Linked DNA regions of Drosophila melanogaster: region 1 is linked to region 2. The links are chromatin contacts, called in public Hi-C maps. All regions are on one chromosome and are shown on one strand. The core of a region is the stretch at or near the end of the contact, and the rest is flanking DNA. Distances in the headings are between cores, read along the strand shown. Region 1 holds the start of lncRNA:CR44868 (long non-coding RNA:CR44868). Region 2 holds the start of lncRNA:CR44974 (long non-coding RNA:CR44974).

Evidence for each region. Hi-C and Micro-C count contacts between places; a contact is called where the count stands out from the background.
Region 1: a contact with region 2 is called in a Hi-C map of the Kc167 cell line, with 2.8 times the contacts expected there. A contact is called at or near these places in 7 of 107 Hi-C or Micro-C datasets (the Clone 8 cell line, the Kc167 cell line, the S2 cell line and 1 more) and 3 of 7 datasets of targeted methods (the Kc167 cell line and the S2 cell line).

What each region holds. Positions count from the first base shown.
Region 1 is chr2L:15,911,174-15,913,945 of dm6, forward strand. lncRNA:CR44868 (long non-coding RNA:CR44868) reads left to right here and starts at 1,385. Exons shown (of 1, transcript NR_124298.1): 1 at 1,385-1,936. All of the region lies in intron 2 of beat-Ib (beaten path Ib), which reads right to left. lncRNA:CR44867 (long non-coding RNA:CR44867) reads left to right here and starts at 518. Exons shown (of 1, transcript NR_124297.1): 1 at 518-889.
Region 2 is chr2L:15,744,807-15,747,771 of dm6, forward strand. lncRNA:CR44974 (long non-coding RNA:CR44974) reads left to right here and starts at 1,451. Exons shown (of 2, transcript NR_124289.1): 1 at 1,451-1,654; 2 at 1,713-2,194. All of the region lies in intron 1 of CycE (Cyclin E), which reads right to left.

The sequences.
Region 1 (2,772 bases), core at 135-2,634, 170 kb after region 2:
CATTCATATGTATAAATATAATTTGACAAATTTGTACGGATGTTTCAAATAATAACAAACAACAAAACAAGGTATATGGATATGTGATGTGCAGATATATCAAGTTTTTAAAAATCTGGGAGATATTAAATTTCCGCAAGATTTTGTTCTATAAAACAATCTCATCGAGTGCGAATGTTTTTTCATTGATTGCGTCCACTGTACATGGCAGATACAGATACATTTGCAGATACGAACGCAGTGTGGATTCAGATACATTTCGTTCACTAGCGCTGTCTGTTCGCCTGGTCGTCGAGCAAAGCCGGCTATCGATTTCTACATAAAAAACGAAAGTGAATTTCATCCGGACGGCTGCGCGTTGGATGCTCTTCGCTGACCCACTTTTTTGGGCGCGTTCGCTGACCCCGATTGGCCCAAGGTTCAACGCTCCAAGTTGAGTGGCCGCCAACGGTGTCATGTTCAGGGCCCGTCCCTGACCCATCGAGGGCCCCAGCAGCACAAGCAGCACAAGCAGCACCACCAAAACCACTGGCACCCACCGATCGACGATTGAAAGAAAAATCAGACGCCTGTTGCGCCTACCAGGCGATCAGACAACTCAGCGCGTGACGCTGTAGAAACGGTGCTTTCTTTTTCGACGGGTCAACGAACCCGGGCTCCAAATTTCGGAGATCGTTGACCGCCCCGGTGGTGGGAGAGTAAGAGAGACGGCAGTTGGTGGTGAGAGAGAAACAGCGAGCGAACTGCGAACGGAACAAGTCTGAGTGAGAGGGTGAGTGGAATAAGAGAGGGAGACAAGTTGCTCGTGTTCAGCGGCAGAGAGACCGCTGACACACTTACACTTTTGATTGCCTCTGCAATCAGTTTCACAGTACGCACTAGATAGGGGAAAAATATATTCTCACTTTCTCAGTAAATTAAATTTTGGAATTATTATACATATTATAAGTAAATAAAGTAAAAAGCAGTTTTAAAAATAACGGTTAGCTTACCGCATTTTTAATTATAATTGTATTACAATTTCACTGTAGAATTTGAATTTGTATTGTATTTTCGATTCCATAACTAAGAATTGTGCTCATCATATCGAAGTTTTCCTGTAGCTTATGGCATGGTAGCAACAGTGAACTTAGTATTATATTTACCGAGCAACAAATTGTTATTCCGAACCGTAAAATGCATGACTACATCTCAGCTGCTAAACATCATTAATGGGTAGCTTGTCGTTTTCCATAGAAAACGCTCGAAAAGCAAGAGCGGCACTGGAAATGTTTATAAACTTTAATGATCGCATACCCCTCCTCACGCGAAAAAACATTATTTTTTTGTTAAATACGAAATTATAAACTTTTCATACCAAGCGACCAGAAACCATTTGAAAGTCGTTTGTCGAGTGCATCTCGCACGCTCCACTCGAGTGAATAAGTGCCAAGGTTGAATTTGACTTGTGTAACCGAGCTATGGAGCAGAGTGGCCGCAGCGGAGGGGCAGAGACCCCGCTCACAAGCTGTGACACACACAGCTGGAAAGAGATCGAGAATGATGTCGTCACTAGCCCTAGAATTTCCAAGTTCCCGAATCAGCCGTTGGGCAATAGCTTCAGATACATTTTGTATCCGGGGAGCCTAGGAAAGCACTTTCCGTTTGTATCGCCGCTCTTCCACGCTGACCATTTATCCAAAATCCCAGGCGTTCAGTGATCTGGTGGAAGTACTTACGTTATGGATAAATTTGATTTTTACTGTGCACTTGGAGAAAACAATTAGTTAAGAACTCAAACAAAATTAAGCTTTAAAGCAACGATTTCAATTTTTTCGTTGCCTAATAGGTACAACTAAAAACTGTATATTATAACTTGTTCCTAATAATATTCCGTTAATAATAAAAAACTAAAAAAGCAGGCATGCGTGTATAAGCTTTAAACTAACCAATTTACAAAAATATATTGTTTAAAAAAACTGAAATCTTGTTTTCTTTGTGTTTTACAATATAGTCGACAGATATCTTTTAAAAATTGCATACATTTTTTCAATAAATGTACATACATATGTATGTATATATATATATATATGTAATGTGAATAAGTCAGATTACGACTTAAAAATAAAAATAGTTTCTTTCAGTGCTTATATGTTTAGGCAAATTAGTCTAAAGCTTTGTGAGAGTGCCAATAAGCAAATTACCCCAGTCCCAGACCCCCCCATTGGTATAAAAAGCAAACAGACGAATACATATACGTATGCATATATTATTTCAATACACGTGCGCACACAATCATTATCTGAACACAAACCCATATCTGTATGTGAACGAGCGTATGTAGCTGTGTGGGTTCAGTCATAATGCCACTTATCAGTGGGTAGACGTCGCCATGCTTTTAAACGCTGCTCGCCTATTCGAATTAGTACAAAATAATACCGTATTTCCTAGAAGCTTACGGATTCACCGTTACGCCGTAGTCTCCCAGTGGATGTGAGAGGGACGGCATAAAGCGAGGAGAGCAACAACAAAAGGGCAATTTAGTACGCTTTTCGTATATACGTGCGTTTGTACATATTACGCATACGCTCCGTTGCCTCGATCATAAACAAGTACCGGTCGGCGCCAATGGGTGTAAATGTTTTTATTTTGTTTATATCAAAATTTAACAACAATTCGGATGGAAAAGTTTAAAACATTTTAAATAGTTTGCTTATAGAACAGGCGACCAGCACATTGAAATAGCATTCGGTTGCACCGAAAAAGCAAAATAGGCACCCGGTCAACGAATTG
Region 2 (2,965 bases), core at 201-2,700:
AAATTCACGACACTGAATCATCAAAAACTTGATGCTCTTACTTTTTTCAAAATCACTTCTAAGAAAAACAATTTATTTCCCCATGGTTTAAACTGGCCAAATCTAAACATAAGCGGCTGATTTTCGGCACGATCATGACATAATCGAAAAATTAAGTATACAAAAATCCACCCCATCAACAATACACCACCCACCCCCCACGCACACCCCCGCCGCGATCGCTCCAAAAGTTTAACGGCGCAAAAAGCGAACACGCAAACTAAAAAACGTCAAAAGAATGCAAAAAATAAAGAAGAAAGCAAAAATTGCGAAGAAAACAACAACAAAATGAATGTGGCAGGTAAATGGAAGCAGAGGAGAAGAGGAAAGAACGAAGATGGCGCGAAGCAAGGTGGAGACGAAGGGGAAGCGAAAGCAAAACGCCGAGAAATATCAATGAACTCCATTCTCCACTTGGCAGTCTATCTCGCTCACTCATTGGTTGGGAGCACGTACATAGAGTAACTACTCACAAAAATAAATATAACCACGATTTTACAATAATTAAAATACTATTATTAATTCTACATATGTAAACATACATACATATGTATGTACGTAGATTGTGGGTAAGGGCTAAATGCCACTACCAATCTTTTTCTTCGTGTACCAAAGATATTTGCGCCACTTTTGACATAATTCATTATTTTGTTCTTCACTCGTTTACTCCATTTTGCTTTGAACCTCTGCTTCGTGTTCGTCAAGTTTTCGAAAGGTCCGTCGACTGATCGGCGATTTTCCGAATTTTTTCGACGTCGCAGTCAAATGCTCTCTTTTTTTCCGTTTTAGAGCGCAGTACTAAAACGTTTTTGTTTGTTGTTGGTGTTGGGAAGGGGAAAATAACTTGACTCGCTGTTCTGATTGGAATAAAACGGAAGAGAGCGAGAGAAAGAGAGCTTACTCTCTCTCTTAGCGAGCGCATTTCTTCCAAGTTTGTGCTTGTGTGTGTGTCATTGGAGGAAGCGTATAAAAATGAAATGAGCATGGGAAAAGAATGGAGAAACGCAAAGTGGCGCGAATTAGGCGTTTGGGCTGGGGCAGTTTTGTTTTACCGCCCAAAATCTATGCGAATGGCGGGAAAAAGTGCAATTCGGGCGGGAGAAAGATTAGAAAGTTGGCCCAAACAGCAGGGTAAACCATAAGCTGCATCTCAAGCCTTCTATAGTAAGAAAAGCTGTAATAGTTCACTGAACTCCCGTTACGCATTAGAAACTCAGTGCACTTTTAGACGTGATTAGAAGCTTTCATTTATTTCATAGGATTTTCCAATTTGTTCCCATTGGATAACGGTTTAATTCTAATAGGACACTTTTCCTTATAGGGGGAACACTAAAACACTGTGTGGGGGAGACAATTTGTAGTTGGACACCCCGTCTCTTGCCAATCAGAAAGCAACGGTTAAATCCTACAGCGTGTCAATTTTCTTATAAGAGGATGTTGTATTTGTAGCAAAAAATGCAAAGACACGACGGCAAACGCAGCATTCTCTCCCGCTCTTTCCTTCACTGTTCCACACACACTTGTCACCGCACACGCGTCATAAATTTTATTCCACTCTGAATAACGTATTGCCTTTTATCCACTAAAACCATTGTGCAATTGGTTTTACCTTCTAGTAAGCGGAAAAATGCTTAACATAATATCCCCGGTGTTTTCACTTGTTTTTCTTAAAGGGAATTGAACAACGTTTTTCGAGAGTTTTTCGTCGTCGTCGTCGCCGGCCACGAAAAAACTTCACGAGCAGCGGAGCGGCGGCAGCAAAGTGATCGCTTTGGAACCGAAAAAAAAATTGGTGGAACTGGGTATCAAAAGCAGCGACGTCGACTGCGGCGAGTGTGCATGAGGAACGCGCCAAAACAGGCGGATCCGAAGCGCCAAAAAATGCAACAAACACAGGGGGCAACTTTGTTGTACTCTAGGGGAGGGACGGAGATGGGGCGAGCATCTCCAGCGCAAAGAACAGAGCGTGAGAAAGCGAGACGGGGCGATGAAGCCGCTGGTGGCAAGCTTGGCATTTTATTGAATGGAGTCTGCAATTGGAGTCCCCAGTCCCCAACAGGCTAGTCAGACTACAATTGGAGGTTCGACGTCCAGTCAGCTGGGTGGTCGAAAAACAGCTGACGAGGATGCCAGAAGGGCGGATTTAGTCGGATATATCGTGGTTATATATAAATACCTAAGATTTATTTCTATGTCATATGCCAATTTTAATTCAAATATGACCTTCAGAAAATAAATATTTAAATTTTAATATGAAACTATTTTTTTTAATATATTTTTAAAGCGCTCCAAAATCAATTCAAGGTTAAAATAAATTTATCTTGAAGGGTATTCATAAATCTTTAAAATTTTAATTATTTATTTATTCTTCAGAAGCCTGAAATTACATGGTTTAATATGCTTTTCTAGTAGTTTTTATGAACTGCAGCCAAATAACATATGACAAGATGACTGAGGTCGAACTAGGTGGTAACGCTGCTTTGAAACCAAACAAACCACTGCCACTTTGTTGTTTTCATCGATTAACATTCGAGCATTTTTGGCACCAACTTCGAGCGCTTATAAATCAGGTAAGCTAAATGAAAAACCATGCGTGCCTATAACCAATTGAAAGATCAAAACTCGCAGAATCTGATTTTTCACTAAAATCGAAAATCCCGTTCAATTCGGCCAAATTAGAATCGATTGAACTTGATGATTTCCCGCGCGCGGGAACCCGACGTCGGCGCGCGCTGCTGACAGCGATGACAGCTGCGCGCGCAAAGAGAAGGCGCGGAAGAGAGCGCGAGAGGGGCAGGGGAACAGAGAGAGAAAGAGGCAAAAACGTCGACGTCGCTGCTCACGTTTTTTTTCCATTACTTTTCGACTGCTACAATATCGATGGAGAAAACGGGGTCTAAAGGAAATGGCTTAAAAAGCAAGTTCA